2 separate regions of the Sus scrofa genome follow, and region 2 is linked to region 1. The links are chromatin contacts, called in public Hi-C maps. All regions are on one chromosome and are shown on one strand. The core of a region is the stretch at or near the end of the contact, and the rest is flanking DNA. Distances in the headings are between cores, read along the strand shown. Region 1 holds the start of THNSL2 (threonine synthase-like 2). Region 2 has its middle 10 kb from the start of CD8A.

Region 1 (6,749 bases), core at 4,138-6,637:
CTCAATCTGCATTTTAACAAGATTCCCAGGGAGAATCCATAGGCACCTAAGAGTCTGAAACGATCTGGTCCAGGACTCTCTCAAAGTCCCTTCTGGAATTACTGTTCAAGGAGATAAAACAGTCAGCTGAGGGTCTGGGTGCTTTATATGAGGAAGGAAATACCCCAGCACTCAAGCATCTTAGGACGACAGTGAAATCTCCTGTCTTTTTAAAAATTATTTTCATTTTTTGTTAAGTCATTCTCAAAATCAGACCTAGTCAGCTGGTTCAAGGCCCACAGAGGACCATGAAGTAAAATGCTCAGCGTTCATGTGCGTACAGCTACCTAAGCTGTAATTCTGTCCTTTCCAGGGTTGGTCATGCAGCCCATTTACCCTTAACCAAGTTGGGGTTGGTATCAGAGAGCCTAACAGGTCTTTGCCCAAATTTGGTCAGCACTGTCTCTCACCTCAAGTCTTTGGCCTCTTTCAGGTTGTTGGATTTGGGAAGTACAAGCTGGAAGAGGATGGCACCCCTTCCGGCGAGGATTCAAACTCTTCTTGTGAAGGGATGCAGCTGACCTACCTGCCAGCCTCTAGCTCTGCTGGCAGATTCCACCATCCCCGTGACTGATATCAGAGCTTTCACATCAACATTACCTCTGGAGTTCCCATCATGGCTCAGTGGTTAACGAATCTGACTAGGAACCATGAGGTTTCGGGTTCGATCCCTGGCCTCGCTCAGTGGGTTAAGGATCTGGTGTTGCCATGAGCTGTGGTGCAGGTTGCAGACGCGGTTCGGATCCCAAATTGCTGTGGCTCTGGCATAGGCCGGCAGCTGCAGCTCTGATTAGACCCCTAGCCTGGGAACCTCCATGTGCCCTGGGAAGCGGCCCTAGAAAAGGCAAAAAGACAAAAAAAAAAAAAAAAAAAACCAAAACAAAAAAACAAAACCATTAACCTTCTCCCCTATCATCAAATCCTCGAATAAACTGTAGTCTCATTGGCCTGAAGCACTGTGTGTTTAAAAGTGTTTGTATTGTATGAAGTTACTCTACTACTACCTTGGGGTTTCCACTGAATGTTTTACACTGGCCTTATAGAATTTCATTTGCTTCCCTGCCCTTCTTCTGATGTAACTAACAAACCAAGGGTTACCATATCAGCTGCAGAGAGAAACTAGGGTGGGCCAAGTGCAACCAGTCTGAGAAGCCCTGGCCTGTCTTGGTCCTAGTTTTTTGTTTGTTTGTTTGTTTGTTTTCTTTTGCATTAAAGTATAGTTGCTTTACAATGTTGTGCCAATCTCTGCTGCACAGCAAAATGACTCAGGCATATATATAAATATATACATTCTTTTTTTTTGCTTTTTAGGGCTGCACCCATGGCATATGGAGGTTCCCAGGCTAGGGGCTGAATTGGAGCTGTAGCCACTGGCCTACACCACAGCCACAGCAAAGCAGGAGCAGAGCCATGTCTTCGACCTACACCGCAGCTCACAGCAACACCAGATCCGTAACCACCGAGTGAGGCCAGGGATCAAACCCATATCCTCAGGGATGCTAGTTGGATTCGTTTCCACCGTGCCATGATGGGAACGCCCTACCTTCTTTTTAAAATAATATTTACCATCATGGTTTATCCCAGAAGATTGGATATAGTTCCCTGTGCCATACTGGGTTTTTTGGGGTTTTTTTTTTTTTAGGGCTGAACTGCAGCATATGGAGGTTCCCAGGCTGATGATCAAATCGGAGCTGTAGCCGCTGGCCTACACCACAGCCATAGCAATGCCATATCTGAGCCTCAACTGCGACCTACACTCAGCTCACGGCAACACCGCTCCTGAACCCACTGATCAAGGCCAGGGATCAAACCTGCGTCCTCATGGATACTAGTCAGATTAATTTCTGATGAGCCACGACAGGAACTCCTATACTGTTTGACATTATTTTCCATCCATTCTAAAGGTAATTGTTAGCATCAACTAATCCCAAACTCCCAGTCCATCCCACTTCCTCTAATCTTTTTTTAAAAATGTACGTTACTGAAGAAGTTGATTACAATGTTGTGTTTATTTGTGCTGTACAGCAAAGTGACTCAATTATGCTATATGTACATTCCTTTTCATATTCTTCTCCATTATGGTTTGTCACAGGATACTGAATACAGTTGCCTATAGTATACAGGAGGACCTTGTAGTTTATTCTTTCTGTTATAATAGATTGCATCTGCTAATCGCAACTCTAGTCTTGAGGTTTTTTTTGTTTTTTTTTTTTTTTTTTTTTTTTTTTGTATTTTTAGATCTGCGCCCGCAGCATATGGAGGTTCCCAGGCCAGGGGTCTAATCGGAGCTGTAGCTGCTGGCCTACACCACAGCCTCAGCAATGCCGGATCCTTAACCCAATGAGCGAGGCCAAGGATGGATCCCGCAACCTCATGGTTCCTAGTCAGACTGGTTTCCCCTGAGCCATGACAGGAAGTCCTTGAAAGAGTTTTTAAATAATAAACAATCTGCAGATTACTTTGGCATTCCTCCCACTGGAGGTGGGAGCTGGAATGGATGAAGTTTGGGGGATATTTCCCATTTTAGGGTTCCAGAGTCTGGAAAAAACTCCAAATTTGTGGGAAATGTGACTAGGGACCTCCTAGGGGTTAAATGATGGATTTGCAGCTCGGGGATGGTGGGGCGGGGGGTGGTGCTGACCGAAGAGTAAGGTGGGAGAGGAGAGACGTAGGAGCTGCTCACCGTTTAAGTCATCCTTTGGAATAAGCTCCGGGCCAATGAAGAGGCTGCACAGCGCCTTCACCAGGCCAGCGTAGGAGAGCCCACTCCACTGGCGCAAGGTCTCCCCGCCCAGCTGTGGGAGTTCCTCAGGCATGTAGAGGCCCCCGTCCGGGGCATAGCCAGAGAAGAGCGCCCCCTCAAAGTCGACCCGAGGGGCCATCCCCCGAGTGCTGACGTACCACATGATCCTGGAGACCTGCAGAGGGAACAGTCCCAGAGGCACCTGACCTCCAAGCTTGGTAACCTAGGGGGCAAAGCTGAAGTACTTGAAGCCCCTGGGTCATGTAGTAAGATCTCACGCCAGCTTCATCTGAAACTGTACAAATCATGACCTCACCCATCAAAAGGAGGCAATTCCACTGAACTACTACCTCAAAAGAAGGCGTAATGGAACATGCTGGGAAAGGAGAAAGCTTGGTCCCCACTGATGACGAAGAAGTCCCTGGGGTGGGGAAAAATAATAGCAATGATAAGGCAAGTGCCATTTTGATACTCCTCTCGATAAGGAGAGGACTACACACTCGATTATGCACCCTTCTGAGATACCTGTGTCCACTTCTGCTCAAACAAATCATTACCTTCAATGGATTTTTAGCAATGTTACCTATAACCTAATGGTTCTCCATGCTGGTAGTTTGTTGGAATCAACTTGGGGAAAAAAATACCCCTACCTTGGGGCCCCACCTGGATCAATTAAATTGAAATCTCTACACAAGGCTCCTTGGATGGATCTAATGTGCAGCAAGGATTAACAACTGTGTAGCCAACTTATCCCAGGTTGCTTGGAACTTTCCTAGTTTTAAAATTTAAAGTCCCCAGAGAGAGTTCCTACTATGACATAGTGGGTTAAGGATCTCAAGTCTCTGGTTTGATCCCCAGCCCAGTGCTGTGGATTGGCATTACTGCAGCGTGTTGTAGGTCTCAGCTGCAGCTCAGATTCAGTCCCTGCCCTGGGAAATTTCATATGCCTTGGGTGCGGCCAAAAAGAAGAAGAAGAAAACCCTTAAAGTCCCCAGTCCCAGGAAACCACTCAGTCCCAGGCAAACTAGTATAGTTGGTCATCCCAGTTGAAAACCAGTGCCCTATTGGGTTGTGATGATCATTGTACAACTTTAAATGTAATAAAATTCATTGAGTTAAGAAAAAAATGGTGCCCTATGTCTCAGCGTAACATGAGAAGAATAGTTCAATGGCTGATGCAGTACTATTAATCTGGCCATAGCTAACTGGCCCCATGTGGACTCAGAATTCTGATTAGCATGGAGGGAGATGGGGTCCAAGGGCACCTCAGGCATAACTCTGGTCACGCATTTCATCGGTTAGGTTCCCAGGAGCCAAGGGCCGTGCTGAGGAGCTGGGTTGAGCTCTGGATCATGGCTGTGAATTCTTTCTTTTCTTTTTTTGTCTTTTTAGGGCTGCACCTGCAGCATATGGAGGTCCAGGCTAGGGGTTGAATTGGAGCGACAGTTGCCAGTCTAAACCACAGCCACAGCAATGAGGGATTGAGCTGCGTCTGTGACCTACACCACAGCTCAGGTCAATGCTGGATCCTTAACCCACTAAATGAGGCCAGGGATTGAACCTCCATCTTCATGGATGCTAGTCGGGTTCATTTCCACTGAGCCACGATGGGAATTCTTGTGAATTCTGATTATAAATCCCCATAGCACTTCTGGGGATGAATCTGGCTAGACATAGCTCTCAGCACCAGCTTGGACTCATTTCTGTGCCAGGGCCAGCAGGGAACCCCTGCTCTCTGGGGACAAAGCCACCTGAAGCCTTCCACCTATGAGAAAGGGAAGTGACTATGTGGCAGTGACCTGGAAGAACTCTGGTTTCCTAGACTGCGGATCTGATGCCTCTGAGCCCAGTGCAAATCCACATGAGCCACTTGCCACTCCCAAGCCTACAAGTGCATTTAGCTTACAGAGACAAGTTGAATTGTCCATACCATGGATCTTTGGAAAGTGAAAGTAGATATTATTAATAATTATGCTGGGGAATTCTCATTTTGGCTCAGTGGTAACAAACCCAGCTAGGATCCATGAGGATGCAGGTTCCATCTCTGGCCCCACTCAGTGGGTTAAGGATCCAGCATTGCCATGAGCTGTGGTGTAGGTTGCAGATGCTGCTCAGATCTGGCATTGCTGTGGCTGTGGTATAGGCCGGAAACTGCAGCTCTGATTCGACCCCTAGCCTGGGAACTCACATATGCCACACCTGTGGCATACACACACACACACACACACATATATATATACACACACATATATGTATGTGTGTATGTATGTATATGTATATGTATGTATGTATGTACACACACACACACATACTGGGACAATGGGGATAAACCAGAACTGTCTCAGGCCAAATTGGAAATATCACCTTGCATAGGGGTCCACACCACAGAAATGGAATCAGGGTAACTCCCAAGCCAACTGCAGGGAGTAAGCAAGGAAAGCCCAAAACAGAACCAAGGCAGGAGGGCAGGGGGCTAGCAGTGCCTTCAACAAAGGGAGGACTATCTTTCCTTTTAGGGACGCACCCTCGACATATGGAGGTTCCCAGGCTAGGGGTCGAATCAGAAGCTACAGCTGCTGGACTATACCACAGCCACGCCAGATCCGAGCCGAGTCTGCGACCTACACCACAGCTCACAGCAATGCTGGATCCTTAACCCATTGATCGAGGCCAGGGATTGAACCCACAACCTCATGGTTCCTAGTCAGACTGGTTTCTGCTGTGCCACGAGGGGAACTCCAAGAGAGGGCTCTCTGTAACTCTGTGGCAAGGGTCAGAGCCAATATGAACTGCCCAAGACCTTGGAGTAACCAGGGGGCGATCCTGCCGGGCCACCTCTGCAGCCAGACCAAAGGAAAGAAGACAATTGTGTTGTCAAAGAAGTTGAGTCGGACATGAGGGCAGGAGCAAAGGCAGGCAGGGCTCTGAGCAAGAGCCAAAGAAAACATCTGCAGAACTCTCTGCCCTGAGGAGTGGGGGGACAGTGGATCACATCACACCTGGGGCACTGGGCTCTGTTCTGGGCTCCTCCCCACGCCAAGGAGGAGGTGGATAAACTGGCCCAGGAACAAAAGAGAGGGCCTGACACCAGGCTCTGCAACCATCACAGAAAGAACTGGACTGACCAACACACAGGTGGCTGTCTTCCCCAGGAATGGTAGCCCCTGTTCTGTCCAAGGACCCCAAGGAGCCAGAATGGGAAAAACTACGTGACATACACTGCTGGGTTCAGTGTTAGGTAAACCAAATAGAGAAGCCAGAAGTAGAAGCAGCTGCCCCAGTGACACAAGCTGGGACCTGGGACCTGGGACCCTTTGCTACAGTGCTTTTGCACCTGGTCAAACATCTCCTGGAACAACAAAATACAAAGAAACTATAAGGGACTGAAAGTAACTGTACCTGCCAGCAGTTGGATCAAATTACCGGCAAAAAGATACAAAAAAACCCCCCTAAAAACCCAGCTGCCATTTCTGAAAAGCCCAGAGCAAAGGCAGGGTGTTGGGGCAAAAGCAGGCATGTCCCCTGCACACAATCCCACCCAAACCACCCCTGTGGCTGGACTCCTGGACCTGCCTCTATCCAAGCCCCATACAAGGAATCAGCTCCCGCCCTTCCTCGGGGAAACCTGTTGCTTGCTTTTTGCTCCATGCGCAGCAGCAGGGGCCCCATACAGCCTTGCCTGAGTTTCTGGCCTGGCCTCTCATTTCTATTGACTAAGGTCAGCCGAGAACCCAGATAACAACAGGATGGGGTGAAGCCGAGGAAGAAAATCAAGCACCCTGGTTGGAGTGCTGCATGGGGTGGGACTAAGTGGCCTCTGTTGAAGGAGGTTTTATAATTTTCCCATGCCACTCCACTGGACCCTGTTCCAGAGTGGAGCAGGATCCAAAAAACTCTGACCACTAAACCTAGAGAAAAAAACAAGGGAAAAGAGACACCACCCCAAGGCAGGGGCACATTTCAGGAA
Region 2 (6,662 bases), core at 2,068-4,567, 190 kb after region 1:
TCTAACTGCAGTGGCTCTGGCTCCTGCAGAGTCTCAGGTTCAGCCCCCAGCCCAGCACAGAGGGTTAAAGAATCTACTGCCTAATGTTGAACCTCAGATTCAGTCCCTGGCCTGGAAATTCCATATGCCACAGTTGTGGCCATAAAATTAAAAAAATAAAACAAACAAAAAATTATAGTTGAAATTACATACCATTAGATACCACCATATCATAATGAAAAAGTAGACATAACCTAAATGTCCAATTAAATGGGCAAAATATAACAAAATATTATGCAGATGTCAAGTGAGACTCGTGAAGAACATATTATAAGAGAAATGCATGTGAAATTTATAAAAGCAACCTGGAAACCTGAATAGGAAATAATGGTGACAATGAAAAATTAAATGCATAAGTATAGGATTCAAGACAAAAAAAATACTATAAATGCACCAAAATGTTAAGAGATATTATAGTTCCATATTGGCTCTATGAGAGATTATGTTTTCTTTTCTATTTCCCAAATTTTTTAACCTGAAAAACAGGTAGGGAGTTCCCATTGTGGCTCGGTGTGTTAAAAACCAACTGGTATCCACGAAGATGCGGGTTGGATCCCTGGCCTCGCTCAGTGGGTTAAGGATCCAGCGTTTTGGTTAGCTGTGGGCTAGGTCGCAGACGTGACTCCCACCCTGCCTTGCTGTGGCTGTGGCTCCAATTCAACCCCTAGCCTGGGAACTTCCATATGCCAGCAGGTATGGCCCTAAAAACAAACAAACAAACAAACAAAAGCAAAACTTCTTTAGGTTAAGTAATTTTTGTTTAATTTTTATTTTATATTGGCGTATAGTTGAGTTACAATATTGTGTTAGTTTGAGGTGTGCAGCAAAATGATTCAGCAAACGTATACATGTAATTCTTTTTGATTATTTTTCCATATAGGTTATTACAGACTATGGAGATGTGTTCCCCGTGCTATTTTTAGGTAAATATTGATTGTACACATCTGAGGCAGAGAGGAATTTAGGCATTTTCTAAAGTCACAAATTCAGGTGCGGGGCAGCAGTGGGGGAGGGGGCCGAGGCATTCACTGCGGTCCACACCACCCCCGCCCCCTACCCCCACTGCTGTGTTTAATCAGCCCAGGCCTCGTGTGAACAACCAGAAATGGTGATTCACATCATCCCAGAAGAAACTGCCTAGGCCTACTTACTTGCTAGTGGCTGACAGCAGGGCAGACACGTTTTGACCAAGGGGCTCTGGTTCTGAGCACCCCAGGGTCAGTGAAGGGCTGGGCCTTCCGGGAAAACTAAAACCAAGAGCAGAATGAAATCGGTGAATGGGAAAAGGGAACTTCAGAGAAGTCCTATCGCCTGGAACCTCCCACCTCAGTCCCAGGCTTTCCCTTCTCCCAGACCCGCCGGTCCGAGGCCAAACCTCTGCCGGGACCTTTCTCTACACAGCGACCTCCGCGGAGACCAGGGGCGGGCCGCTGCATCTGCACCCAGGACCTCCCAAGACCCCCGACCCCCGTGCACTTCCTGCTTGGTGCTCGTCTCCCCCTTCCCCCTGGGCCCAGGGCCCCCTCTAGGGGCTGCAGGTCTGGATGAGCGAGCGGAGGACCCCGCCTGCCTGCCCTCCGCTCCCGGGGCCCATCAGACTGAGACCGGGTTAGCTCCGGGCCCAGGATCTCCAGTCCCATCCCTTTTCATTTTCCTTTGAGGGAAGAAAAGTTGGGAGAACGCACAGCCTGGCCCAAAGAAGAGAGGTTCTCAAACTGGGGACTGGTACCCACCATGAAAGGGTTGACATTCTATTTCTACCGAAGATGCATTGCACAGAGGGCTTAGGACAAATTGGTAGAGATTGAGGAACTGGGGGAGGTTAGGGGTCTAACTGAGACATCTCCTGGCCCTTTCTGGGACCTGAAATTTCATCTTTAACCAGTCTTTTGGTCCCCTGTCAAATGCAAATCCTGCCCTCCATTCTCCTCCACTCCATCCCCCTACATCCTTGGTCGCCAAAGAAAAGAGGAGTTCTAGGGGCCTGGAATAGGACTCTGGGGAGTCGCGAGTCGGGATGGGGATCCTGAGAAAGCCGAGGCCCAAAGCCACAGCCAGGGAAGAGCTAGGTGGAGTCGTTGAAGAGCGCAGGTGGACGGCTGGCTGAGAGGGAAGGAGCACCAGCTTCAGTTTTGCATGCCGGCTGGGCGAGGGCGCGGACTGAATTCAGAATTGCTTCCTACCCACCCCACCCCCTGGCCCCAAAGAGGCCAAAGCTAGAACAACATTGCCCCCTGCTGTTGGATTCGATTTAAGTCTCAGTCCCCACCTACCTCCGGAGTTACTTCCAGTAAGATAAGCACCCTTCTTGGGCCTCCGATTTTCTTTCCCTGTGAAGTAAATGTGTTGGACTGGATCTTCTCTGAGCTCACTTCCAGGTCCGGATCCCTCTTTTTTCCCCAACCAGGCCCAACCATCTCTCCTTCCTTCACCCCACCCCACCCCACCCCAAATGGTCCTGCACACCCACCATGGGTTCCCAGTTTCTGCCCCTGTGTTGCGCGCTGAGCTCTCACATAGGTAGCTGCATAAATCCAGGACTTGCCCCTCGTTTGGAGCTACTGTTTTTTTAGGGTGAAGAGTGGGAAATGTGCTGACTGCCTGTGATCGGGGCTGGCTGTACCCAGAAAATTCCTGTGAGAAATGGTGGGCTCGAATTCAGGCTTTGGATCCACCGGCATGGTATTTTAGACCTCTTCCAAGTCTGGCCCAGAGAACTGTACAGATCGAGTGACTGCGAGGGAAGGGAGCTCGTGAACGGGGTCCCACCTCGTTTCCAGCATCATCTCTGCCTCAACAGCCCTGCTGGGTGCTGTCTTCCCCAGACACACGGAGCGGCTTCTGGCCATCCTGTCTTTGCCACGCTGTCTGGCTATCTGCCTTCAGCCAGGCTCCCCATCCAACAGCCTGGCTCCCACCACTCCTGCGTCTTCGCCTCCAGAAAGACTGAGTCTAGGCACAGCCGGCTCTAGTCGCCCTGGTCGCCCCACCCCCCTCCCGCCCCCACCCAACCCCCACTGGCTGGCAGGAGGCTGGTCTCCTCTGCGCCTGTCCGTGGCTGCACCCACCACATCCTGGCACCCTCATTGCGGTATCACGTGTTCCCTTGTCTGTCCGCGTTGCTGAGCAGGCATCCGTGCCCAGGACGGCAGCAGACCAAGAAGCTTGACAGCAGCTGCAAACCCTAGTGACACCCCCCTCCCCCTGTAGCTCCTCTCCACTGCACAACCACGTTTGTGGGGAGGTGGGGGGCGTCTCTACGGTCCAAGTAAAATGATTGGGGACTGGGACGGGACGGGGCGGGGCGGGGGTGAGATCCTCTTTCATGCCTCTGGCTCTAAGCATATCAGACATATTCCTGAAGGGCAGTTTATCCCAGTGTCTGGGGTGTGGAGGAAGCAGCTCATTTCTTCTGGTTTAACTGAGAAGGTGCAAACCATCTTGAGAAATCCTCCAACCCTTTTCATTCCGCCTCCATCAAAGGAGGGGGAGGAGCGGCAGAAGGAGTTAGAGGATTTGTTCTAGAGAAAGGATGGGAAAAGCCTTTGGCTTCCCTCATCTTCTTTTCTTTCCATCCCTAGCTTGGCCTTTTCTCCCTTCCTCTGTCCAGGTGCACACCTCCCTCCTCCTCCTCTTCCCAGAGGAAAACACTGCTATAAAGTGGGTACCGTCTACCGGGGGTTGGAGGCTTTGAGGCCCGCCCTCGGGTTCTGGTGGTTAGCTGTGGAAACAGTCACTCTCTGCTCTTGCGATGTTTCCATTGTTGCTGTCCTCAGCTTCCACAGCTCACCCCAGCAGGTAACCAAAGAGAACAATTCAGATCCCCTCGGAAAGTTGGGGGGGGGAGGGGAGGGAGGGTGGGGAATGCGGGTCTGCCCACTGGCCAAGTCATAGTTTGTAAAATGTGAGCTGAAAAGCATTATGGGCCAATTGAGATTACTTCATATATGCTCCATCAGCACCCAAATAAAAGAATTAAGTACCTGTGTCAAAAGAAAAATTTCCACTGACTTTTCAAAGTTTCTATTTTGCATAAACTGTTTCCAAGACAAGACAACAAATTGTCTCACCAAAAAAGAAGAAAGAGGGGGAGGCAGAAGAGGGGGAGGGGAAAGAGAGGAGACTTTTGATAGTTTATTTTGCTTCCCCAATTTTTTTTGGCAGAGCCTTAACTATGAATACTGTTGGATCAGGACAATCTGTGAATGGACAGAGCCGAAGCCTCCTTTGGTTTTTGAAATTAGTAATGAATAACTAATTGGAAAGAAATCAAGTTCTTTAAGCACCAACAAAATTTGTACTTTAAATGATGCGAGTTCTGGAAGGCTGGGACAGCCCCTGGTGTGTGGAAGTTAAACATTGTTGACACTAAAATAAGGGAAAGAGGAGTTCCCACTGTGGCGAGCAGGGGATTAAAGATCTGGTGTTGTCATCAAAGTAGCTCAGGTTGCTACAGTGGCGCAAGTTTGATCCATGATTTGAGAACTTCCACATGCTGCAGGCGCAATCAAAAAGCAAAACAGAACCAAAAAAAAAAAAAAAAAAAAAAAGGAAAGAAAGCAAGTAGGTGCTTTTCAGAAAAGGCTGAATGGCCAATATCTGACAAAATGTACAATCCCAACCTTGTTTAGGGAGATGCAGGTTTAAACAGGAATAAGATACCAACTCACACCTATTTAATCCGCAGAACTGAAAAGACTGGCAAAGCCCAGAATTATAAAGCATGTGGGTATAAATGGAACCACATTCACAGCCGGTGTGGGTATAAGCAGGTACCCTTGCTTTGGAGAAAAAATTGCCAACAGCTGTGGGGGTAAAAGAAACAGATGCTTCAGGTTATCCTTCCCCTCAAGGTCAACATCCTCCTTAGGTCTTTCCTCGTCCAGGTTGACACCCTAGGAGAAAATCTTGTACTCAAAGGACTTTAGGGAATTTATGTACGTGGATGTCCTCTGTAGTGTCATTTACAATGACAAAAACTAGAAACAGCCAAAAGGTCCATCAACAAAAGACTAGAGAAATAAACAGTGGCATTGTCATCAAATCTTATTTCTTTTGTATCCCTCCCGTCCACCAAGTATGAAAGACTATGTAATCCACTTATTCATTTTAAAAAATTTTGTAGTTTCCTTGTGGCACAGCAGGTTAAGAATCTGGTCCTGTCACTGCAACAGCTTGTGTCACCACTGTGGCACTGGTTTTATCCCTGGCCCAGAAACTTCTGTATGCCATGGGCAAAACCAAAAAAAAAAAAAAAAAAAAAAAAAAAGGCTTTAAATTTTGTTTTCATCAGAACTTTTTAGCTAAAGGTTTACCTCAATTGATTCATGAAAAATAAAAATATTGCCAACTAGGAGTTCCCCTTGTGGCTCAGTGGTTAATGAATCTGACTAGGAACCATGAGGTTGCGGGTTCGATCCCTGCCCTTGCTCAGTGGGTTAAGGATCTGGCATTGCTGTGAGCTGTGGTGTAAGTCAAAGACGTAGACGTGGCCTAGATCTGGCGTTGCTGTGGCTATGGGGTAGGCCAGCAGCTACAGCTCTGATTAGACCCCTAGCCTGGGAACCTCCATATGCAGTGGGAGCGGCCCTAGAAAAAGGCAAAAAAAGGCAAAAAGGAAAAAAAAAATTGCCAACTAATCTCATTGGCAAAGGCTTCAGTGTCAAACCAATTAGCAAATCAGGCTTACTTTCTGTTAAAAAAAAAAAAAAAAAAAAAAAAAGCCTGAATCCTTTTGCAATCCTAACAAACATGTTAATATGCATCCCTTAATTACAGTCTCACTTCTGAATGCCAGCTCAATACCAGAGAGAGGGGTAGAGTGGTAAGGCCCAGGTGAGGCCATGAGAAGCTCTTCTCATGCATTTCTCCCAGATGCCCTCTTTGCCAGCATCTCATGGACATTTCTCAGGAGAAACGCATGGTTTTGAAAATTTCTAAATGAATGGACATTGAAAAATTTGGGGGTATTTCCTTTTTTTTTTTTTTTTTTTTTTTTTTTTGTCGTTTTAGGGCCGAACCCTCAGCATATGGAGGTTCCCAGGCCATGGGTCAAATCAGAGCTACAACTGCTAGCCTATGCCACAGCCACAGCAACGAGGGATCCGAGCTGAATCTGTGAACTACACCATAACTCACTGCAATGCCAGATCCTTAACCCATTGAGCGAGGTTAGGGTTTCTGCTGAGCCATGATGGGAACTCCGCTGCCATTTTGTTCTAGAGCAGGAAAAGAGCACTTATGAAAGGAGAAGGAAATTCAGTGTGAAGACTAGACAAAGGCATTTGTTCTTGGGCAGATCTGGACCAATGGGGTTTGAGGATTGGGAAAAAAAAAAACTCGTAACATGATGTGTATCCTTAAGGACAATCTCCACGTCCCCCCAAAGGTATCAAGACTCTGGTTTGAGAACTACAGAACTGTGGTATATTCACCAGATTATTATTATATTATACTAGGTAGATTATTATTATACAACATTTAAGAAAAATGAACTAAATTTATGTCTCAGCATAACTCAGACATATAATATTTCTCTGTATTGAAGTATTCTCAAAAATAATATATATAGCTAATACGTGTATACCATATATGGTGAAGGTATTAAAATAGAGAGGGGCAAA

The links. A called contact is a pair of places that touch in the nucleus more often than the background predicts.
Region 2: a Hi-C map of retroperitoneal adipose tissue shows a contact between it and region 1, with 1.6 times the contacts expected there. The contact joins the enhancer-like site here to the promoter of THNSL2 in region 1. A contact is called at or near these places in 1 of 5 promoter capture datasets (liver) and 12 of 47 Hi-C or Micro-C datasets (brain, embryonic fibroblasts, epiblast stem cells and 8 more).

The regions. Positions count from the first base shown.
Region 1 is chr3:57,815,909-57,822,657 of Sscrofa11.1, forward strand. It overlaps THNSL2 (threonine synthase-like 2), which reads right to left and starts at 5,388. Exons shown (of 11, transcript XM_021087277.1): 1 at 3,133-5,388; 2 at 2,723-2,957. The coding sequence starts at 3,336.
Region 2 is chr3:58,009,199-58,015,860 of Sscrofa11.1, forward strand. It overlaps a transcript of CD8A not described here. Among named protein-coding and RNA genes, the nearest start is that of CD8A, 10 kb to the right of the region's middle. Within about 2 kb of position 3,318, at least 24 of the 83 cell types and tissues checked have an H3K27ac peak or open chromatin away from gene starts, as enhancers often do. A contact at or near this core is called in liver and retroperitoneal adipose tissue, where this site is marked.